Linked DNA regions of Mus musculus: regions 2, 3, 4 and 5 are each linked to region 1. The links are chromatin contacts, called in public ChIA-PET, HiChIP or PLAC-seq and Micro-C maps. All regions are on one chromosome and are shown on one strand. The core of a region is the stretch at or near the end of the contact, and the rest is flanking DNA. Distances in the headings are between cores, read along the strand shown. Region 1 holds the start of Trim8 (tripartite motif-containing 8). Region 2 holds the start of Fgf8 (fibroblast growth factor 8). Region 3 holds the start of Taf5 (TATA-box binding protein associated factor 5). Region 4 holds the start of Pcgf6 (polycomb group ring finger 6). Region 5 holds the start of Ina (internexin neuronal intermediate filament protein, alpha).

Evidence for each region. A called contact is a pair of places that touch in the nucleus more often than the background predicts. ChIA-PET counts read pairs in DNA pulled down with a chosen protein or histone mark. HiChIP or PLAC-seq counts read pairs in DNA pulled down with a chosen protein or histone mark.
Region 2: an H3K4me3 HiChIP or PLAC-seq map of embryonic stem cells shows a contact between it and region 1, with 12 read pairs. The contact joins the promoter of Fgf8 here to the promoter of Trim8 in region 1. A contact is called at or near these places in 1 of 484 Hi-C or Micro-C datasets (embryonic stem cells), 1 of 115 datasets of contacts at active chromatin or transcription factors (embryonic stem cells) and 1 of 9 other capture datasets (embryonic stem cells).
Region 3: a contact with region 1 is called in an RNA polymerase II ChIA-PET map of memory CD8 T cells, with 47 read pairs. The contact joins the promoter of Taf5 here to the promoter of Trim8 in region 1. A contact is called at or near these places in 5 of 39 promoter capture datasets (cranial neural crest, frontonasal cranial neural crest, liver and 2 more), 3 of 484 Hi-C or Micro-C datasets (CD4 T cells and embryonic stem cells), 5 of 115 datasets of contacts at active chromatin or transcription factors (bone marrow-derived macrophages, double positive thymocytes, effector CD8 T cells and 2 more) and 2 of 9 other capture datasets (adipose tissue and embryonic stem cells).
Region 4: a contact with region 1 is called in an RNA polymerase II ChIA-PET map of memory CD8 T cells, with 37 read pairs. The contact joins the promoter of Pcgf6 here to the promoter of Trim8 in region 1. A contact is called at or near these places in 4 of 39 promoter capture datasets (cranial neural crest, frontonasal cranial neural crest, liver and 1 more), 4 of 115 datasets of contacts at active chromatin or transcription factors (bone marrow-derived macrophages, embryonic forebrain, extraembryonic endoderm stem cells and 1 more) and 1 of 9 other capture datasets (adipose tissue).
Region 5: a contact with region 1 is called in a Micro-C map of embryonic stem cells, with 2.6 times the contacts expected there. The contact joins the promoter of Ina here to the promoter of Trim8 in region 1. A contact is called at or near these places in 1 of 39 promoter capture datasets (liver), 3 of 484 Hi-C or Micro-C datasets (all in embryonic stem cells), 7 of 115 datasets of contacts at active chromatin or transcription factors (embryonic hindbrain, embryonic stem cells and large pre-B cells) and 1 of 9 other capture datasets (embryonic stem cells).

The regions. Positions count from the first base shown.
Region 1 is chr19:46,498,935-46,503,401 of GRCm38.p6, reverse strand. Trim8 (tripartite motif-containing 8) reads right to left here and starts at 1,754. Exons shown (of 6, transcript NM_053100.2): 1 at 389-1,754. The coding sequence starts at 958.
Region 2 is chr19:45,740,646-45,745,112 of GRCm38.p6, reverse strand. Fgf8 (fibroblast growth factor 8) reads left to right here and starts at 2,229. Exons shown (of 6, transcript NM_001166361.1): 1 at 2,229-2,460; 2 at 2,561-2,597; 3 at 3,116-3,202; 4 at 3,434-3,614. The coding sequence starts at 2,429. RefSeq lists enhancers at 3,884-4,467, 3,462-4,467.
Region 3 is chr19:47,065,950-47,070,416 of GRCm38.p6, reverse strand. It overlaps Taf5 (TATA-box binding protein associated factor 5), which reads right to left and starts at 2,669. Exons shown (of 11, transcript NM_177342.3): 1 at 2,091-2,669. The coding sequence starts at 2,652.
Region 4 is chr19:47,048,480-47,052,946 of GRCm38.p6, reverse strand. It overlaps Pcgf6 (polycomb group ring finger 6), which reads left to right and starts at 2,041. Exons shown (of 10, transcript NM_027654.3): 1 at 2,041-2,496; 2 at 3,858-3,957; 3 at 4,051-4,147. The coding sequence starts at 2,128.
Region 5 is chr19:47,012,672-47,017,138 of GRCm38.p6, reverse strand. Ina (internexin neuronal intermediate filament protein, alpha) reads right to left here and starts at 2,458. Exons shown (of 3, transcript NM_146100.5): 1 at 1,320-2,458. The coding sequence starts at 2,384. It also overlaps a transcript of Nt5c2 not described here.

The sequences.
Region 1 (4,467 bases), core at 505-3,004:
GGACACTCATTACATAAACAGCAGCTGGAGAAGCAGGACCGGGGTCACTGCCTTGGTGACTTCCCGTAGAGCTTACAGAAACAATGCGGGGGGCGGGGGGGGGAAACTGCGCAAAACAGAAAAGCAACACTCCAAACTACTTCTAACAGCCTCCCCCCAATTCCATAAATGACTGAAGGAGAGATCTTAAGGGCGCAGGTGCGAGAATGCATCCAGCAGCCAGGGCCTTTCCCCCAGGACCTTGCCCCCCAAACTTTTACGGAAGAGTTTGGAAGAGGGCCTCTAGGCTAATGTCACGAGAGTCAGCTTGTGCGGATGGGTGGCTCCCAAGTCGTGTGTGTGTGTGTGTGTGCGTGTGCGTGTGTTCGCACGCGTTCAGTGTACTTGCCCGTATCTCATTCCTCCGTATCTCCACGTCACACACCGAGTGTCCCTGATGCGCGCCGCTGTAGTAGCAGCAGTACTGGCACACAGCCACCTGCTCGGCCTCGCAGTGGTACAGGCGGTAGGCGTTGTGCTGCGGGCAGCTCCAGGCCCGCACGTCGTCCGCCTCCACCAGGAGGTGCCCGCGGGCGGTGGAGGGCTGCTGCAGGTGCGTCTGCACGTGAGACTGGCAGCAGGGAGCCTCGCAGCGCAGGCAGACCTTCTGTGCCGGCAGCGGGGGGCCGCGGCGACAGAACACGCAGTGCAGTGCCGTCGGCGGCTTCTCCACGTGCAGGGCGTTGAACTTCTCCACGATGTTGGTGAGCTTCAGGTTCTTCTCCAGGCCCGGCTTCTGATTGTAGGCCTGGTTGCACTCCGGGCAGCGCACAAGGCCACTGTCCTTGGCCCAAGCCTCGCCGATGCAGCCCCGGCAGAAGTTATGTTTGCATGGCAGCTGCACCGGTTCCACGAAAACGTGCAGGCAGATGGGGCAGATGAGCTCCTCCTCAAAGCAGTTCTTCCAATTCTCCGCCATGGCGGCTGCGGGCAGGGGGCCCGGGTAGACCTCTCTAAGTCCCCAACCCTGGGGATCCGTCTGGTACAGCTGGGGACCCACCGAGCCCGGAGCTCCGGTCCCCGCCGGCCGCGCCAGTCGCTCAGTCACCAGCGCCTTCCGCGTGCCCGCCCCCCAGAGGAGGGAGCCTGGGTCCTCGCGCCGCGCGCGCCGCCGGCTGCGTCTCCTCCTCCTGGCGAGTGGCTAGCGGGAGGCGGCGGGCTGCGCCAGGGCCGCGGCCCGGGCACCAGCCCTGGAGGAGAGCGCTGTGGTCCAAATTCCATATAACAGGCCGCCTCCGGGGCAGCGCGGCTAGGGCAGCGGCGGCCCACGGCCTGCGCTCGGCCCCGCGGCTGACATCGGGGCGCGCCCCGCGGCGCACCGAGCGGGGGAGCCGCACTCTTCCTTTGGCGGCGACAGTGGCTACCTTCTGGCTGGTGCGAGCCGCGCCTTCCTCGCCTGGATCCCGGCCGAGGTCCGAGGGGGCACGGGAAGCTAGTTCGGCCGCGCCGAGGCTGGCTAGAGCCGGAGCCGGCGAGCAAGGCGCGCCAGCGGTCCCCGGGCCGTGGCGCAGGCGTCCCCCAGCTGGCCGGCCGGCTGCGGGTGGCAGGGCGCGGGCGGGCCGACTCCGGGGCGCTGCGTGCGCGCTGGGGCAGTCATTCAGATGAAATTCCAGTCCCCGGCCAGAGACACCAGCCCGCCTCTGCCTTCCTCCTCCCTTCACAAATAGAAACGGAAGGGGGAGGGAGAGAAGTGGAAAAAAAAAAAAAAAAAAAAAGGCAACCAGAGAGGGAGGGAGGGAGGGAGGGAGGGAGGGAGGGAGGGAGAAGCCCGGGAGGTGCTCCGGCCTGACCCCCTCGTCGCTACTTCTGCGCTCCCTGGAGGCCCCGCGCAGGGCGCCCCCGCCGCGGAGAGACCCCACTCCCTGTCCCCGCACTGGGCGGGCGCCTCGCCTGCGCTGAGGAAAACAAGGATTGATCAAACTAGAAAGGAATTTTTCTCAACTGCTAATGAACAGGAGGCTCGGCTCCCGGCCCTCCCCTCCCCCCGCCCGGCCCTCCCCCTTCGCCCCCCCACCCCACCCCTCCCCCCCACTTTCTTTTCTTCTCGGCCTCTGCTCCGGCCTGGAAGGCTCCGGGCTGCGGTCGGAGCCAGCCTGCGGCGGCGGCGGCGGGGCCAGGCCGAGCCAGCCGGGCCGGGTGCGTCCTCAGCGCCCAGCCATCTTGAGCTCCCAGCGGCCGCGGTGGGGACTGGGGGTCCGGGCGCGCGCTTGAGGGTCCTGTAGCTCGCTTTTCCACCCTCCCTTTGGTGGGATTTTTTTTTTCCTCCAAGGGGAGGGCTGGTGGTCTCCAACAAATTAGGAGAGAGAGAAGGAGAAAAATGCCAAGTCTTGATTTCTCTCTACCTCTGCTCCACCCATCCCGATCCTTTCCAAAAAAAAAAAAAAAATCTTTTAAAAAGATTAAAATTGGAAGAAGTCGGCAGAACGACGAGCGCCTGCTGCCCCCAGCGCTGCCCGGGAGACGCGTCCGGGGCGGGCCCGCGCCCGTCGCTCTGTCCGTGGGTCCGTTTGTCCTCCCGCAGCTTCTCAAGTGAGGGGAGGGCGGGCACTCCGGGCAGGGTCTCCGCTGCGGCTGTCGCTTCAGAGCTTTATCCTTAGATCAAAAAAAAAAAAAAAAAAAAAGAAAAAAAAAAGAAAGAAAAAAGAAAAAAAAAGGGGGGAGAGGAAGAAACCACCCCCCAGCCCGAACACTCATCACAGCCACCTTCAGCCATCTTGCGTGTATTATTTCAAGAATAATCTGTTTAATAGAAATAGCTGCGTCTCTGGCCCCCTTCTCCGCATCCTGGGGTCCCGCCCCCTTTTAATAATAATCTCGATAATAAAAATGATCAGCGGGCCGGGCAGTTAGAAGCTGCTTTTTTTCTGTCTCAGGTCTCTCCGCTTTCTTCCCTCTAAGAAGGGACACTAGGGGCTCACGCTGGGGTTGGGGGTGCGGCCCGCCGGTCCCCGCCACCAGCGCAGCGAGGAAGGGCCTCTCTCGCCTCTGCCTGGAGCAGCACGGGTGGGGGAGAGCCTCGGCCCGCGGGACCCACTGACGGGGCACACTGGGCACACTGTCTCCGGCCCCGGTTCGCAGCTGCCCCGCATACAATGGGTTCGAAGCAGAGTGAAGAGGGCAAGATGGGGGCGGGAGAAGGCAGGAGGATTGCGGCGCTCGGGGCTCCCGGATAAGGGCGATAGAAGAGGAGGGGGGAAGGGGTGTCCCTACATCAAGGCTGGTCCCGCTACTCGGAAAGGGGGCGGGGAGACGGGCGTTGGGGGGGGGAGGCGAGGAGAAAGCGGCAGGCGGCGCCTTTAATCAGCACCCGCTGGCTCAGCCCACCCGGTACGAGCGAAATAAACGGGGAGGGGGGAGGGGAGGGGCGTACTTTCCGGAAGTGCTGTTACAGATGCTTTGATTCTTGGCCCCGCCCCTTTCCCCTGTCTGGAATTAGGGCTGTTCCTGAAACGGCTTAGGCTATTGGTCCCTAAGGCGAGACCCCTCCTCTTTGAGGCGTGGCGAACTTCGTGCTCTCACGTGACTTGCACTAACTTCGGTACATTAAACATTGGGTGATGAGGGAGGGGCTCTAGCCCAGCTCCTTAAAACGGCAATAATGCTGCCAGGCTGTGGGACCATTTTTTTTTTCTGGGCCTCTTCAGCTATAGCTCTTTTTACTTGAGAGGAAAGAAGGGGTTTGTCAATCAGTCTGCTCAAATGTCTAGAGAAATTGAGCAGGAAATTGCCAAGGTTCAGCATGGAGCCGGATCTCTGAGATACTTTCCCCTACATCTCTGAAGCTTAAAACTACCTGCTAGCAATCCCTTTTCCTATTCAAAAGACGCTTAAAGAACTGTGAAATATCTAGGGTTTGTTGGTCAGTCAATGAATATACAGTATAACAAAGACCTGTTATATCAGAGGCATTTTTCTAGGTCTGGGGAATTGTCTGGAAAGCTACGTTGTTTTTTTTTTTTTTTTTTTTTTTTAATTTTAAATATAGGATAATTTCTGAGAGTAAGAGGCATACGCAAAGGCTCTAAGTAAAAGTAACATTTGACCCAGACCTGAATGCATACCAAAAATCATGAAGGAGCATCCTGGGAAGCAGGGCTCTCATCTAAAGGCAAAAACAAATGCACAAACTTGTACCTGGACAGAAAGAAGGCATCACGGGAGGGAGAGAAACAGGTAGGGACCAGAACATACAGGGCATTACCTGTCACAGTCACAGCAAGTCATTTGGACTCTAAGCTGGTTGTGAGCCATTGGGTTTGCTATATATTGGAAAGAGAGCCAACAGAACTTGTTTTTGGATTAGCTATGGGGCAGAAATAAATCCACATAATAACACCAACAACAAAAGAGGCTAGGAATAGAATCAAGATGTGCTTACCTTTCTATGTATATCCTGTTAAATATATAAATATGTTTATTGCCTCTATT
Region 2 (4,467 bases), core at 980-3,479, 760 kb after region 1:
GTGATTCACAGATGGTGAATCAATAAGGTTCATCTCTGGAGGCTCCCTAACCCTGTTACAACTCAGGTGCTCGGCCCTACACACACACACACACACACACACACACACACACACACCACACCTGGGAGGAACTAAAACCCAGGATCTACTGACAGACTGCTTCCTGATCCCTACCTGTGTCTTGTGACTCAAACTTATTTTCAAAGTCTTGTGTCCATAGTGAAGAGAGGGCCCTTCCTTTTCCAGGGGAGCCCATCCTTCGCTTTCCATCTGTTTAGGCATTTACTCGTCGATACACTCAAGAATAAACACTCCTGAGTATCTCATATGCTCCACACATGAAGTAAATTCTGTGAGCAAACAGATATCACCTTTGTCAGCTTGAAGCAATGAAAAAAAAAAAAAAAAGACAAGTCATTCTAAAGGCCCCTCAGCAAGCACACAGAGAAAGCAAGGGGTTGGCCTTTGTCAACCCCTTGGACACTGGAGTCCGTCTACCCCATTTCCCCCTTCATGGGCCCACTCTCCAGTGGGACTGAAAAGAGCTATTGCCTGCCAAATCACTGACAGATAAAAGCTACCATCGGTTGGCAGGTGAAGCCACCAAAGGTGGAAGATAGTCTAATGGCTCAGTCAGGTGGCCCCCATCCATCCATCCAACACTACCTGCAGAGCTACAGCTCTGCCCTGAGCTTCAATCCTTGGGCCTGTAAGACAGATTCCTCCCTCACCTCCAGGTCTGGGTGGATCAAAACAGCGGGGAACAGAATTTGTGAGGAGACTCACCTATGAGCTCAGGAAGTCTACTCTGAGGAGGGCTGAGACTGTCTCCTTGGAACCAGTTCTTCTCTATATTGCTCAGCACTTGAAGGGCTGAGATGGACTCCCCTAACCATATATATATATATATATATATATATATATATATATATATATATTACTCCGTGTTTGCATTTGCAAGATGGGATGCATAAAAGGGGGGCGGCAGGCCGAACCGGATGGGGACTGACAAGGGCCTGCTTGCCTCTCTTTAGCCTACAAAGACTTTCTGGGGCCACCGCAAACCCCTAGTTCTACCCCGGAGGCACAGAGGATCAGTAGAGGGGAGGCTGTGGATGAAGGCAGAGCTGGGTGGTACATCCACGGAGCCACCTGGTCTTCAAAAATACCTGGCCTGGGAAATCTCTGTGCCTGCGGTAACAAAATAGTGGCTCAGGGTTCCCAGAAACCCTATGGAGAAAGCAATGGGGCGACGGGCTTGAAAAGGCTTACAGAAGTCTCTACCTTCTCACCAGCACCTCCCTCTTCCAAGTGACACAAGACACCAGGTACCTGCTCAAGGAAAACCTGGAACTCAGAAGGGGAAAGGCTAGGCAGCTTGGGTCCGTGTCCTGAATGTTGCTGAACGTAGTTATTTTTGCCCCTGCTAATTGCTCAGAAGCAGTGGCTGTGGGTCCTTCAGAGACCCCTGAGCTCTTACCACATAGACGCTTCAAGGTTTTTCTTAAGCTTTATAGACTAGTGCAGTTGGATGGACAGGAGCAAGGCTGAAGGTGATAATGGGGTGGCAAGGGGCATTTCTCCCTCCCAGAGCCTCTTTGGAGACTGTGAGACAGAAAACCAGCGGGGTTGGGTTTTTAGAAAGGTGAAGGCACCGGGTTCCAGTGGCGCCCAAGGGGACGCTCAGCACCGGGGCCCAGTTCACTGTTAGCTGCAGGCTCCCAAGAGGGGCGCGTGCGACCGCAGCACACATTAGGCGACCCAGAGACCTTCTAGGAGGCCAGAGATAAGCAGACCCGACCCTAAGCAGATCAACAGTCCTGCAGGACTCAAGTGTACGGGACCCCACTAAACATGTTGTCCCAGACGCCCCCCAATCCCTGGACGATCCCGCCCCCGGAACGCTGGAAGAGACAGGCAAGGGTAGTGGGAGGCGCCCACACCAGCCGCCCCCGCCCCTCCCGCGGGTCCCTAGACCCCTCCCCTGGGCCAGACCCCCCAATCCCTGCTCTGCCCGCCGCCCCGCCCCCGGCCGCCCCGCCCCCGCCCCGGGCGGCGACCCGGCCCCAGCGCCCAGCCGGGGGTGCGGGCTCCGGCCGCCCGCCCCGCGCTCCCCCCTCGCGGCCGGTGCGGCGCCCCCCGCCCCTGCCCTCCCCCTCCCTTCCCACCTCCCCACCCACCCCACAGGCCCGTTACCCTCCCGCCTGCTCGGGCTCCTGAGCAGCCAGCGGCCACCGGCTCCAGCAGCGGCTCAGAGGGGTTCGGCGCGCGCGGCGAGCACGACATTCCACGAGCCGCGTCGGGATAGCCGCTGGCCTCCCGCACCCCGACCTCCCTCAGCCTCCGCACCTTCGGCTTGTCCCCCCGCGGCCTCCAGTGGGACGGCGTGACCCCGCTCGGGCTCTCAGTGCTCCCGGGGCCGCGCGCCATGGGCAGCCCCCGCTCCGCGCTGAGCTGCCTGTGAGTACCGCGGTCGCCCCCGCGTCCCCGTCGGCCAGCGCCCGCCGAGCCCTCTCCGCTCACCCCGCGCCTCTTTCCTGCCCGCTTTTGTCTCCCACAGGCTGTTGCACTTGCTGGTTCTCTGCCTCCAAGCCCAGGTAAGGAGCGCTGCGCAGAAGCGGGGGCCGGGCGCGGGGAACCCAGCTGACACTCTCGGGCAGGGACACGAGGACCGACCCTTCGGCCAGCGCAGCAGGGCTGGAAAGAACTTTACAAATCCAGCCCCAAACTACCCCGAGGAGGGATCTAAGGAACAGAGAGACAGTGTCCTGCCTAAAGTCACACAGCGAGTGAGTGGAGAGACTAGAACCCAAGGGTCTTGAGCCCAGCGACTGGCCAGTTCGGGTGGATGGGAAGGCTACCTGTAGCCACACCTGGCCTCCTAGGAAGGCGGGAGCTGGAGTCAGCGGGTGTTCCTTGTCAAGGGTAGTTGGGATGTAGTTGCAGCGAATATCCTCGCCGCTGCTCTCTGGGGAGACCTGTGGCCGGTTTGGGCCAACGATCGTGTTAACCTAGGCCCTTTGCATTCTCAACATTTGCTCCGTAAATTTGTCTTTATAAATGTCACGGGTCGGGTAGCGTTGCCTCGCTACTTAAAAGCACCCTGCTCCTCTAGGAAGGCCCGGGCGGGGGGCCTGCGCTGGGCAGGGAGCCCACTTCCCTGCTCCGAGCTGGCCGGGAGCCCCAGGGTGTTTCCCAACAGGTGGGTCCAGACTCCCTCATTCCCGGGTTCATCCATCCATCCTGGGCTGGGTCTGCGCGACTTCCCCGAGGGGGTTGGTGGCCTGAGCCGGCATGTTGTGGGGATGCCCCCAGTCCCCGCTGGCTGCCTGGCGCGGCGGGAGGCGGGTACAAGGGCAATGGGGACCAACTCGGGGCCCCTGGGCGGAGTAGCGTTATAATGGCGTGCTGTGTATTTTTCAATTTCCTAAAGGTAACTGTTCAGTCCTCACCTAATTTTACACAGCATGTGAGGGAGCAGAGCCTGGTGACGGATCAGCTCAGCCGCCGCCTCATCCGGACCTACCAGCTCTACAGCCGCACCAGCGGGAAGCACGTGCAGGTCCTGGCCAACAAGCGCATCAACGCCATGGCAGAAGACGGAGACCCCTTCGGTAAGGTGCATTCCCGGACCCTGGAGAGGAGAGGTAGCTTGGACCTCGCCGCCCCTTGCCAGCCCCAGCTGCATCAGCCAGAAAGGCCTGCGGGCTCTCCACCTGAGAAGGGAAGGAGTTAAGACGAAAAGGTGCCTTGGGGTCAGCTGGAGAGAATAGTGGGGAAGGGACCCTGGGGAGGACGAGGCCAACAGGTGCCCTCTCTTCCCTGCTCCGCAAATGAATGAATCCAGGAGTCTCCCTTACAATCTTCACACACCTCTACCCGGCTGCAGGTGGAGGCAGAGGGTTCAGAGGAGAGGCCCAAATTTAAGGGGAGTTCTTGAAAGAGGATATGTCGCCAGGGCCCACAAAAGGAGAGTGGGAAAAAGAAAGTAGAGAAATCCCCCAGTTCGCCCAGTTTGAAAAAGGGACAGAACTGCTAACTGATCAGAAGGGTCAATTGCACAGGGAGACTCGGCCTGCAAGTTAGACTCCGGGCTCCACTGTGGATACCCCAGGGGACTGAGTCGGCTGGCGGCTTCCCGCAGGGCTGCTGAGTACAGGGAGCTACTGGGGCAGGGGCTGAGAACTGATTGATTTCTACAACATTCAATATTCTTGTCTTGAAATGGGGCCAATTTCCAGACTCCTTGGATGTACCACAAGGAAGCCAAACCCTCAGGGTGGCTGGTGTTGTTTTTAGAGAGTGGGATATTGTAAGTTTAAAAACCTTTAAATAATGACCAACTTAAGCGAGCATGAAAGGAGAAAGGAAAACTCTATTAAAATGTAATAAAAAGGTGAGGCATTTTAAGAGCTAAGAAGAAAAATGGAGAATGATATAAAACAGAAAAAGAACCAGGCGTTTTCT
Region 3 (4,467 bases), core at 1,420-3,919, 570 kb before region 1:
CACCACCAAATAAATAAATAAATGGATGTGCAAAGGTACCAGTTATGTTAATCTTCTCTTAAGGCTCAGTGCAAACAGCATACATCACACTCCAGTGCCTTGTATATAAATCCTGTACCATCAGTCCTGTGATACCCTCATGTTCAACATCAATCACCTTATATAAAATATCAGCATCTCAGGGGAAAGGGGAACATTTGTTATAGCTCTGGAATATAAAAGGCTACAACTCAACTGCATGTACTGAAAGCAAGTTCTATAACCAATCACTGCAAGGTAGAAAGCCTGAGTATTTGTTTGCAGTATAGCAATACAAAACAATAATGCTTTTTTAAAAATCAAATTAGAGTTTGGATGTTGAAAATTTTGGCAAACTACAGTTATAGTGTTATATCCTGTTATGTTCTTTAAAAAGTGATTATACTACTCTTTATTGAGAAAATTATAATTAAGGTTATAATTTTGTAGTCATTCTCATGGTCTCTTTTTCTCCTTGGTTTCTTGAGTATGATCTAAAAGAATAAGTCAAGTTTCTTGACAGATGAGAGATATTAGAAAAATAGTATAATAATATAAATTGTTACTATACAGTCACAAAATTTAGCATATAGAAAAGACCCTCCTCAGTTACATTTTCCACATATTTTTACTTATCACCCCCTTCCCCCATTACTATATTTAGCTGGGGATGGCTTTCTCACAGTAATTCTCCTTCCTGCCTCAGCATCCCAAGTGCTGGCATTATAAACAAGACACAGTTCTATTTATGGATCACAGTGTCATGTGTTCAAACTCCCTGTCTGGCAATGCTCTCACTGAAACAGATTAACATGTCTAGAACCACTAACCTGGATAACTTAATTCAATAGTTACTGATCTCCTGAGTTTAATTTTTTTAAAGATTTATTTATTATTATACATAAGTACTCCATAGCTGTCTTCAGACACCAGAAGAGGGAATCAGATCTCATTACAGATGGTTGTGAGCCACCATGTGGTTGCTGGGATTTGAACTCAGGACCTTCGGAAGAGCAGTCGGTGCTCTTAACCACTGAGCCATCTCTCCAGCCCCGAGTTTAAAATTTTTAAGTTTGGTGTATATTAAAGACAAGTTTCAGGTAGCTGGGACTCTCCTTCCACCGTGTCGGTTCTGAGGACCCAACTCAGGGGATCATACATGGCAGCAAGCGTCTTCATCCGAAAGTGTTTTACGATATGGATTTGTGACAAGTTTCTGGGAGAAACGTGGACATGGGTTGTCAGTAACTGGAGTCAGGAACTAAACTTTCAGAACTAGGCACATTACTCATTACATCTTAGACTCGTAATAACTTACTTAGTAAAAAGGCAAAATAAAATAAAATAACCCCCCCAAAAAAAAACCTTTAACTGACATCACACAAGAAAAAGCAACAGAGACAAAAAGGTCTGCCCCACTCCTGCCCGTAGACTTAAGAGTTTTCAAAAGCTCTGCAAGGCAGATTCCCAGACTCTGCCCTTACAGAGTTTAATAAGCCTTAAGTGATGCTCAGAAATCCTCTAAAACACTTAACACCAGCGGTTCTCAGCCCACATTCTAAGAAACACTTACAACCTCCACTCTGGAGGTGTTATCCAAAGCAAGCCCTTCCGGCTTTGCTCAAAAAGTCCGTTGTCTCGTCTCAAAAGGAGAGATGAGAACTATACAGTTGTGAAAAATCAAGACACGGAAAGTACCTGCTGTACAATAGTAGTATGGGAATGTGACAGTACGATACTCGTGTTCACGCGAACCCAATCCTAGGTTCCTAAGTCTAAGTAAGAGCAGAAACCCCGAAACCCCTAAGGTTCCCCTCTTCTGTCAATCCCCGGTCCCTGGCGCCTCCCTCGACTCCACAGCCCTGCTGCTCAGCCTCTGGCTGGAACTGACAGCTCAGAAGAGGGTTTGACTGCGCAGCCGGCGCAGGAGCGAAAGGGGCGGGCGTGTGGCCCTAGAGGCGGGCCCAGGAAATTCAAAACAAGCCCGCAGAGGTGCAGGCCCGCCAGCCCTCGCCTTCCCGGCTAGCTCCCCTTCCAGCCGGCGCTCCTCAGCCCGGGAGCCCGAGACTCACCCTTTCCCGGAGCCGCAGGACCTGAGGCTGAACCCGAGAACACCGAGGTCACCGAGGCGCCCGTCCCCGGAGGCTCGGGGGCCGCAGAGCCGGGAACTGAAGCGGTGACCCGGCTGAGAAGCGCGCTGGCCGCCTCCGCGCCGGCCCCGTCCAACTCTCCCGGAGCTCCGGAGCCCGCCACCGCCTCCTCCAGCAGCCGGGCCTCCCGGCGCAGCGCCTCTTCGGCCTCGCGGAGGTTGCTCTGCCGGAGGAATTGCAGCACGGCCAGGAGGGTCTGTCGGTCGTGGGGAGCGCCGGCCTCCGCCGGAGCGGCGGGCACCGGGGCCGCCCCCGCCGGGGCAGCGGCGGAGACAGCCACCCCAGGCTTGGGGGTCCCGCCGTCCCCGCCGGCCGCCGCTGCCACTGCCACATTCCCGCCGCCGCCGCCGTTGGGGCCGTTGTTGGGAGTGCCGCCGCTCCCCTCGCCTGCGCCGTCGCCAGCCTGCGGAGGTAGCAGCGTCGGCGGTCCCTCAGGCTCTAGCTTGACCGCCACCTCCGTCTGCTCCTCCGCCAGCGCCGCCATCTTGCGGCTGAGCCACCTCGCGCCGTCAAGCGTGACTGCGTTTTCGCCACATGGAGGGCGGGGGTAGGGCGTTTCACGACAGCCGGGGCAGGCCATTTACGGCAGTGGGAGGAGCTAGCGAGGAGAAAAGGCACGAGAAAGAGCTACTTTCAAAACCGAGCGAAAGGCAGGCAGGAAGTGGGAGTTGCTTACCGTCAGTCTCTATTGCATTTGCCTGCTAATTACCGTTTATTGCATTCAGGCGATGAGATAGCCGTTTTATATTATACGAGCTCTTTTAATTCAACAAGTTTAAAGGTGCTAATCCCTGGAGTCTTTACAGACGGCTTAACCAGAATCCAAAGAGGTTAAATACCATGCTAAAATCACACGCGAAGAAAACGATTCACGCCCAGGTATTTAATTCAAAAGCACATAGCATTTATCAGAAAGAGGCCTCCTAGTTACTGGAAAGGCTCTCTGATGCTGTGGGCTGAGCAGTGGTTACTTTTTCAGTTTTTCTTTCTTTCTTTTTTTTTTTTTTTTTTTGGTTTGGTTTGTTTTTTCGAGACAGGGTTTCTCTATAGAGCCCTGGCTGTTCTGGAACTCACTTTGTAGACCAGGCTGGCCTCGAACTCAGAAATCCGCTGAGTGCTGCGATTAAAGGCGTGCGCCACCACGCCCGGCTCTTTTTCACTTTTTATTCCTGTAAAAATCTAGCTTTGTGAACTTTACAGTATATGTTATATCGTTTATTTTTTTTAAAAAAGCCTTTAAGCTGGATGTAGTTTCTAAAAATAAATTTAAGCCGAAGATAGAGGTCACAGGATCGCCTCAGCAAGTTCTAGATCAGTCAGGGCTACACTGTCTCCGGAGACCTTGTCTCCAACAAGAACAAGAACAACAAAACCAAAACCAACAACAAAATCAACTATAAAGTTAAAGAGAAAAAAAAGTTAATTTCTTCTCATTCCTTGTTACCAAATAAACCATTTCTGTCCTAAGGAAAAAATTTTTTTTCCTTTTTAAAGAAAAGATTAAGGCAGGGTCTTATGCACGCAGGCTGGCCTTGAACCTGCTGTGAAGTTAAGGGGGACCTTGAATTTCTGGTCCTCCTGCCTTCACCTTCCAAGTGTAGGGGTCCAGCTAAAAAGTTTTTATATAGACGTTTTTATGACTAAAATGTTTCTACTGTGTATTAATTACCCATTGTTACTATTTTGTTGTTGTTTGGGGCAGTACTAGGAAGTGAACCTCACCCTGCCTCTTGAATCCTAGGCAGTGTTCTGCTGCTGGGCTACAACAGCAGCCCTTACTTGGAAGGAGATGGGAAGAAGGTGTCTGACTTGGGGAAGTATGGCCACCTTTGTCCTCTCTACGCGGGTCTCTGAGAGTCCAGCGTCCACGTTGTGCTTTAGCTGAGGCTAATGACTTCAAGTACAGTGTTTCCTGTTTCACCAGAAGAAATAAAGTCACTGGGTGCCTAGGAGACCCTTTTGTTATCTTGTTTCTGTCTTCTTCCTTTCTGCTCCCTGCTCCCAGGGTCCTTAATCATTCAGATTCTGCGTCAGTCTGGGTCTTTGAAGGGCGCCCACTCCTTCTCTCCAGCTCTTGCCCTTCTGATTTCCTTTCATTTCACAGGTTACTGTTTCATTCTGACATTTTTTTTTTAAGATTTATTTATCATGTATACAATGTTCTGCCTGCATGTATGCCTGCACACCAGAAGGGGGCACCAGACCTCATTATAGATGGTTGTGAGCCATCATGTGGTTGCTGGAGATTGAACTCGGGACCTCTGCAACAGCAGCCAATGCTCCTAACCTCTGAGCCATC
Region 4 (4,467 bases), core at 792-3,291, 550 kb before region 1:
AGTTTGTGCCTGTGATCCCGGCACTCGAGAGGCTGATGCCCTCAGAAGATTCCTGTAGTGTATGTCGGGGCGTCTCTGTAGTGCCAGGAGTTTGAGCCGTAAGTCTTCATGTGTCATTTGAGTGAAGCAGCAGAGAGCTCAGTCCAGGACCAGAAGTGGATATCTTTCAAACCTGCCTGTAGTTATCACCACTTCTGGCTAGGTCACACAAGCCAGAGGTTTCATAACTCCCAAACAGGACCACCAGTTGGGGACCACGTGTTCAAACACAAACCTGTGGAGGGACATCCATATTCAAACCATAGCATGTTCCTCTCAGTCCCCATAGGTTCCTGGGTTATCTCATAATGGAAAAATGTGTTTAGTCCAACTTTCGGGAGCCTCTACATCTTTTCTTGTTTGTTTTATTTTTACTTGTTTATTTTTAAAGATTTTATTTATTTATTTATTATATGTAAGTACACTGTAGTTGTCTTCAGATCTCATTAAGGATGGTTGTGAGCCACCATGTGGTTCCTGGGATTTGAACTCAGGACCTCTGGAAGAGCAGTCAGTGCTCTTAACCGCTGAGCCATCTCTCCAGCCCCTGTTTTATTTTTTAAAGATTTTTGTTTTGTTTTGTTTTTGTTTTTCAAGACAGGGTTTCTCTGTGTAGCCCTGGCTGTCCTGGAACTCACTCTGTAGACCAGGTTGGCCTTGAATTCAGAAATCAGCCTGCCTATGCCTCCTGAGTGCTGGGATTAAAGGCATGTGTCACCACGCCCGGCCTTTTTTAAAGATTTATTTACTTTATATACACAGTAGCTGTCTTCAGACACACCCGAAGAGGGCTTAGGATCCCATTACAGATGGTTGTGAACCACCATGTGGTTGCTAGGATTTGAACTCATGCCCTCTGGAAGAGCAGTCAGTGCTCTTAACTGCTGAGCCATCTTTCCAGCCAGCCCTGGGTTTGTTTGTTTGTTTGTTTGTTTTAGACAGTGTTTCTCTGTTATGCTCTGGCTATCCTGGAACTCACTCTGTAGACTGGCCTAGGACTCAAGAGATTTGCCCGTTTCTGCCTCAGTGCTGGGATTAAAGGTTCCTTTACCACTTGGCTCCAATTGAAAACTATATTTTATTTATTTTTCATTTTTATGTGTAGCATGTTTTGCTTGCATATATGTATGTTCACCATTTGCATCCCTGGTGCCCAGAGAGGACAAAAGACAGCATCTGGAACTAGATGGTTGTGAACAGCCATTTGGGTGCTTGGAAGAGGGGTTCTTCTTAAAGGGCCTCTCTGCACGAGCATCGAAGTGCTCTTAACAGCTGGAGCCATCTTTCCAGCTCAAGACACCTCCACGTTTAACTGTCTCAATAGTGTTCAAAAGTCCAAAGACACCCTTCAGTGGGTAAGGTCTGGAACTTTTCTCTTCCTTTTGGAGACAGGGGTGTTGGAGTGCTGCCCAGGTGGGTCTCAAATTCCTTGGCTCTAACATTCTGCCTACTCAAGGCTGAAATTAATAAGTAGGTAACCATACTTGGCTTATGTGGTTATTCTTATCAAAGCTGTCCTCTAACTTTTCCCCCTCATTTCTCAGAAATCATTTCGCGAATCAGTTCTCTCCCTCTAACATGGGTATTGAACTCAGGTCGTCACACTTGGAGGCAAATTTTTTACCTGCTGAGCCAGCTTAGGGTTTTTGTTTGTTTGTTTGGTGAGACAAGGTCTTACTAAGTAGATAGATGCCATTAACCATGGACGGAAAACCACAATTAGTCCTCAAAATGAAACCATCACTCCTAATTCAAGAACACATGGCATCTAGAGTTCAATGTTCCATGAATAAACTGGTGCAAGTAAAATACTGAAACTGTAGCATTTTAGACTCTCCTGAACAGCACACTGCAGGCTTCGACCGCGAAAACCGGTGAGCTTCCTTCAAGGCGTGGCCCACACGCCCCGCCCCAACCTGAGCAGCTCCGCCTCACCTAGGTAGCCTAGGTGAACCACACTTCCCAGCGGCCTCTGCGGAGCGCCGGCGCCTGCGCACTGGTACGAAAGGGGGCTCGTGCTCAACTCGCGCGCTAGCCGTCCGACTCGCCTTGCCTCGCTCTCAACTCGCCAGATTTCTGATCCCCGCCATGGACGAGGCTGAGACGGACGCCACGGAAAACAAGCGCGCCTCTGAGGCCAAGCGAGCCTCAGCCATGCCGCCACCGCCACCGCCTCCGCCTCCCATCTCTCCGCCCGCCCTCATCCCGGCACCCGCGGCCGGCGAGGAGGGCCCGGCGTCCCTGGGCCAGGCGGGCGCTGCCGGCTGCTCTCGCTCTCGGCCCCCGGCGTTGGAGCCCGAGCGCAGCCTGGGCCGCTTGAGAGGCCGCTTCGAGGACTACGATGAAGAGTTGGAAGAGGAGGAGGAGATGGAGGAGGAAGAAGAGGAGGAGGAAGAGATGAGCCACTTCTCTCTGCGTCTGGAGTCCGGACGGGCAGACTCCGAGGACGAGGAGGAGGTATCGACGACCCTGCCAGACCTGGCTGCGCTCGAGCGGCCTCTGGGACCCAGCGGGGCGCAGACCTGTGGTTGCCGTTGTCGCTGGAGCTCGCGGCGCTTGTGTAGCGCTCCATCCCCGCCCACCCAGGCGTGGCCTCTCTCCGGCTTCATTTATTTTGTGGAGTCCTTGCAGATCATTTAGGGCACTCTGGGTCCCGTTTTTTTGTTTGTTTTTGTTTTTGTTTTTTTTACATTCTGTAAAAGTCTTTGCGTAACGTGGAGGGAGTTAGATGTCTAAGGCTACTGGCAGGTGTACTCTTTTTTTTCTGCAGGATGTTGAGAGGGTTTGGGACCCCTCCCCCATTAAAAATAAATAACAAATGTGTGAAGAAAGGCATCCCGGGGATAGGGTGTAGGCCAGTTGATACAGTGTATCTCTGCCCTGCAGGACGCTCGGAGTTCGAGTCACAGCACTGTCTACACTGGATGTGGTAGTAGACACTTGTTACTACCAACATTCGTGAGGCAGAGGCAGCAAGTTCAAAGTCATCCTTGGTAATGTGGGGAGACCAGGCAGGTTTAAGGGCTTTTTGTAAACCAACAAAAGAACAGGTGCCTTTCACTGTTAGTTTCCTATATGTCAGAGAACTGGGACCGCTTAGATACAGTGTTTTCTTTAGATTGGATATTTTGAAGGGTTGGAGTGCAATTAAGTTACACTGCTTATAATGAAATCTTGGGATCATGGCTTAACTTGTTTTGAAATGAGACCTTGTAGTGTTGGCTTTGGACTGGGTTTGATGTTGTGATTTTAAAAAGATAAAGGGGTATTAATATATGTTCTATGGGGGTGTGGCGAGGTGTGGGGGAAGGGGGTGCCCCAGCGGGCCCATGCCAAGGCATCCCTTACCCCTGAGGGACCAGCCACACGACGATATAGTATAGAATAGAGTTTATTCAGGGCATGGGGAGGGAAGTTAAGAGGGTAGTAGAGGCAGAGAGAGAGAGACAGAGTAGAGAAGTGGAGGAGGGCCATGACCACGTGTAGAGAGGGCGGGAAGGGAATGGGGAGAGAGATGGAGCAAGGGAGGGAAGAGGCAAGGGAGAGAAGCAGGAGTAAGAGGAGGGGGCAAGCAGTCCCTTTTATAGTGGGCCAAACCTACCTAGCTGTTGCCAGGTAACTGTGGGGAGGAGCATACCTGGCTGTTGCCAAGTAACTGTGGGGGTGGAGTCCAGACCCTACCAACACTCTTGGGCTCAGATGTCACAGCTGACTTGTGTAAGTTGGAATATAGGCATTAGACTTCCTACTTGCAGCTAGCTTCTGAATTTGAGAAGGGAAAGGCTTGTATCCTAAAATGGTTACTGTTGCACTTACAGCGCCTGATAAACCTTGTCGAGCTGACCCCCTACATCCTGTGTTCGATTTGCAAAGGTTACCTGATAGATGCAACCACCATTACAGAGTGTCTTCATACCTGTAAGCACATAGTTCGCATTTCCGAATGGTGTTTTAAAAATGTGAAGATGTCTGTAAACCATCCTAAATTAAACATTTTTTCTCTTTCACTAGTTTGTAAAAGCTGCATTGTGAGACATTTTTACTATAGTAACAGATGCCCAAAATGCAACATAGTTGTCCACCAGACTCAGCCTCTTTATAATATAAGGTAAGAATATACACACTTAAAATGTATCCACATTTAAAATCATTGTTGCCAGTGTTTTTTGTTTTTTTTTTTTTTCTGAAATCTTGACATTGTGCAGTTGGGGGTAAATCCTTTGAATGCTATCAAAACGAGAAGGAAGGGAACTGCACAAGAAGTGTGTGTGGAGCACTTACTGTGTATCAGGCACAGACGGCTAGATCTGCTGGAGACTTTAAAAGCAAAACTCAGTGTGTAGACCATGCTGGCTTTAACCTCAGATCCACATGCCTCTGCGTCCCGAGTCTGGGATTAAAGGCGTGTGCAGCACAGCACCTAGCTTC
Region 5 (4,467 bases), core at 1,209-3,708, 510 kb before region 1:
GTAGTGAAACTGAGGACACAGTGGCCTTTGTTGTGACGAAAGAGCCAATCATTACCTTCACAGAGCTTACAGGGCAGGGAAAGGTGAAACACAAAAGTCACCTATAACAAAGAAACCATCTCTGTAACTCGCCATGTGCCCATAAGCTGAAAAAGATGTCAAGGTAACAGAGGTTTTCAAGTGAGACCTCACAGCCTTCGAGCCGATTAAAAGGTTTTTGTTAACTGCAAAGCTATCCTTGGAGGCAAAAATTGAAGCTATCTACAAGATGAGCTTTGAGTTCATTTAGCCAAGATTGATTGTGTTACATCAAAAAAAAAAAAAAAAAAAAAAAAAAAAAAAAAAAAGAAGCAGTTAATTGCATTGAGGCCTAGACTTCCTAACTGGGACAATTTGGAAACATAATGAAGCAGGAGACATTTCTGCGTTGGGAGGAACAGGAGATCAGCACCTCGGACAGCGCCCTGACCGGTCTCAAGCTGAACGGGCTCAAAGCTTGTTTAGTAGATGGACAAGGAAACTGCGCGTGTGTCTCGCGGGTTTCGTGTGTGTGTGTGTGTGTGTGTGTGTGTGTGTGTGTGTGTGTGTGTGTGTGTGTGTGCGCCCGCGCGCGCAAGGGTGGGGCAAGGCAGTTGTCATTAGCTTAAATATGCTACATCCCACTCCTTTTTTAGAGCAAAACTCAAGAAAGTGAGCCTTCTTCCCAATCCTAAAGCGGACGATACTCTGTAAATATCAATTCTCAGTAAGACTCAGAAAAGACTTCTCAAAGTCAACTAAACAAACCAGATTCTTAAGTACCCGCCCACAGAAGCCATGACCTGCGCCCTCTGGGGACACTTTGGGTCGGCACTGTTCTGTTAGTGTGTCTGTACTCTTGGTGACAGGAAGGCATGGTTACTTTTTTTTTTTTTTTTGACTCCTAGAAAGATTAAAGACTCCTTTGTTAGAAGAGTTCAGACAAGCGACTGGGGGTGGGGTTGTGGCTCCGTGTTACTGCATATGCCTAGTATATGCATGAAGACTTGGGCTCTGTGCCTCAAACTCCCCCACCCTCCAAAATAGAGGGCGAAGACATCAAGGGCTTGAAGAGCTAGCTTCCAGGCACATACAGTCCACATTTGCGGCTGCATGCGTGAGACTTCGTGGTTTTTTTTTTAATTTGTTTGTTTGTTTGTTGACTGACGCCTCTAGTCAACGCTCCCCTCTCTCCCCTTTCCCTCCCGTGGTTTCCTAGGGCACCAGTTTACAGGGAGTGAAGCTATCTCTGTACGGAAAAGGACAGGGCACTCTTTCCTATGCAGCATCCCAGCCCTTACCTGGTAGCCGGCCACCTCAGCGCTGTGCCGCTCCTCCAGTTCCAAGATCTGCCTCTCCAGGGACTCATTGGCTCCGCGCAGACCCTCTATCTCAATGGTACGTGCCTGGAGCTGGCGCCGGTACTCGTGGATCTCCTCTCGGCTGGCTCGGATGGCTTCGGTGCTGCGCGCAGCCTGCTCGTTTAGGTTGGCGAACTTGGACTTGTACCACTCCTCGGCGGACTGCAGGTTCTTAGCGGCCAGGGACTCATACTGCGCGCGGATCTCCCTCAGCGCCGAAGTCAGGTCTGGTTTAGCCACGGCCACGTCCACCTCGGCGGCGGCTTGCGAAGACGCCTGCAACGTGGCCAGGAGCTCGGCCACCTCCTCGTCGTGGACCTGGCGCACGAAAGCCAGCTCGTCCAGCAGCGACTCCACCTTCTTCTCCAGATCCAGGCGGGCCAGGGTGGCGCCGTCCACGTCGCGCTGCTGCGCCTTCAGGGCGCGCTCGGCGCCTTCGCGCCCGCGGCTCTCCTCCTCGCAGCGCGCCCGCAGTCGCTGCACCTCCTCGGCCAGCCCATCGCGCTCCAGCAGGGCCTGCGCGCGCGCCGAGCTCGCCTCCTCCAGCTGCGCGCGCAGCTCGCGCAGCTCGCGCTGGAAGAGCTCGCCGACGCGCGACGGCTCGGCGTGGCGCTGGCGCAGCGCGGCCAGCTCGGCCTCGAGCGCACGGTTCTGCGTCTCCAGCTGGTGCACCTTCTCGATGAACACGGCGAAGCGGTCGTTGAGGCCCTGCAGCTGCTCCTTCTCGTTAGTGCGGATGATCTTGTACTCGTTGGTGCGCGCCGCCGCCTGGCTCAGGTCCAGCCCGTCGGAGGCCGGCAGGCGGCGGTAGGCCAGGCCCAGGCCGAGGGACGAGGCCGAGGAGCAGGCGGCCGTGGAGGCCACATTGCTGCGGGACAGCGACTGCGAGCGGAAGCTGCCCGAGCCTCCCGGCCCGGACAGGCGCGCGGAGAGGCGCGAGCTGTCCCCGAACACCTTGCGGTAGGAGGAGGCGGAGCACAAATAGTGCTCCGATCCGAAGCTCATGGTGCCGGGGTCGGGGCCGGGTGCGCGGCTGCGGCGGGACCTGGCGAGGACGCGAAGGTGCGGCAAGGCTGGGTGCGGCGGGGCGGTGTGCGGGGCTTTTAAGGCGCGGGGTTGGGGCGACGCGCTAGGGGTGGAGCTTCATCTTCAGATCGAGCGGGGAGAGGAAGGGGGGCCTGCGGGGGCGGGGGAGCGCAGTGCCACCGCAGCTGCGCGCCACCGTCCTGGGCCGTCCCTGTCCGCTGCGCCTGTACCCCAAGAATCTGCCTTGGGAATGACCGGAGGGGAGGGAGTGCCCAAACAACCTTGGCTTCCCGGCCGAGCGCTCTCAGCTCTTTGATGGCGTTAGAGCCTGTCCTTTTTTTTCTGCTCTTATCCCCCACGGAGAGGAGGTTTTTCTGAAAGGTGTCCTCTATTCTCATCCGCATCCCAGAGTTCCCAAGGGTAAGGCCCTGTTCCTCTCCACTCTTTACAGGGGGAGCGGGCAACCCCCTCTTTATCTCCTGGCTTAGGCGGCTCCTGGTTCTCTTCGGAGAAAGTGGGACCACTTCAGAGAGCATCCCTCAGTTCCGCCACCACAGGAGATAGGATTCGCAGAAAGAGTGAGATTCTCGGGGACATTGGTGACGAACAAGAGGCTGATTTTTTTTTTCCCCAAGGGTGCAAAGGGTTACCGGGAGGAAAGCGGTCTGTCCTGGAAAGGACAAAGCGTTGAGAATTAGCAGGATTCACCTCTAGACCTCCAGTCACCGTGCGTGCCAGGACCGCAGGCTGCTAGAAAGGCTGCAGGCTTTGGTTTAAACAAACAAAAAGCCCCAAACCAACAACAAAACACATTAGATTTTAAAACGTTTCAAAACTGGATTTCTAGTCAGGAGGTTTCATCTAAACAGAAACTGGATTGATTTTGATCTTTTAATGCCCAGCCCCTGCTACTCTTGAAAGCAGAAGGTTTAGGATGACTGCGGTGGGCGAGTGCCTTTGTTTAAGTGCGTTGTTCCTCAGGGCTCCCAGCACTTCAGAGTCACCCCTCTTACCCCGGTTTTTGTTTTTTTGTTTTTGTTTTTATCTGTCTGGCCCTGCAAGCGTTTGACAATCCATTCTGAATTGGACGGGAGCACCATTTTCTGTGGGGATTAGTCTTTGGACCAAAGACTCATTTCCAGGAGTGAGGCAGAGGAGCAGGGCTGACAGAATTGGCCGTCCTCGCCACACCCGGTTAGGATGGAGTGGGAGCCTGAACGATAGATGGATCTAGTTTACCTTCTATCCTGTGGCACAACTCCAGGAAATGTGAAGCCCTTTGCTTTCTAGTTCCGAATTCCAAACTTACATTTGTTTGTTTTGAAACAAGGCTCCCATTCTGTGCCCCTAGTAGCTAAGTTGGTTTTGCTCTCAGTCTAAGCTGGCCTTGAGCTCCTGGCAATCCTCCTGCCTCTGCCTCCCACATGCAGCAGTCACCAGTGTGGCCCACCATAGCTGGCCCTTATCACCTTTTATGATCTTGGGGTTCTAGAACAAGTTTTGTTTCACTTCATGAAGGGATGTATTACTTGGACAGGACTCTGAAAGTAAGAGAAAAGTCATTTTATGGAACATATCCCCTGGCTTTGTGTCACAGCTGCCCTGTCTCCTTACCATTTACCAAAAACCCGAGCTAAAAACCATGCTGGTTTTTTTCGGGCTCTGTAAGACTCGGATGCTGGAAGACACCAGTGGTGGTGAGGAATTACTGCCTGGCAGTCATGGTGGAGTGCTTGAGTGTGGTTTTGTCTTTCTTCTGGCCGGTTTTCAAGATGGCTGTCATTCCTGGCCCAAGGCCACCAGGAAGCAACGGCATACATTCTTTCCAACACGGAATTTCTCTTAGTTTCACGAGACTCTTGTCATCTTTTGTAGCCAGAATAGGGCTCAGTAGGCTTCAGAGAATTTTGGTCAATAGCAGATGACCGGGGTTATATTTGAAGATCATTGAACTGAGAGGTGATGGGTGTGCATCTCGACCCTCCCTTGCTTACCGTGTAAGAGTGACAGCACCACAGCGCCTCTCGTGGTGGCGGAAGGCCGAGATGGCGCACCTGATTGT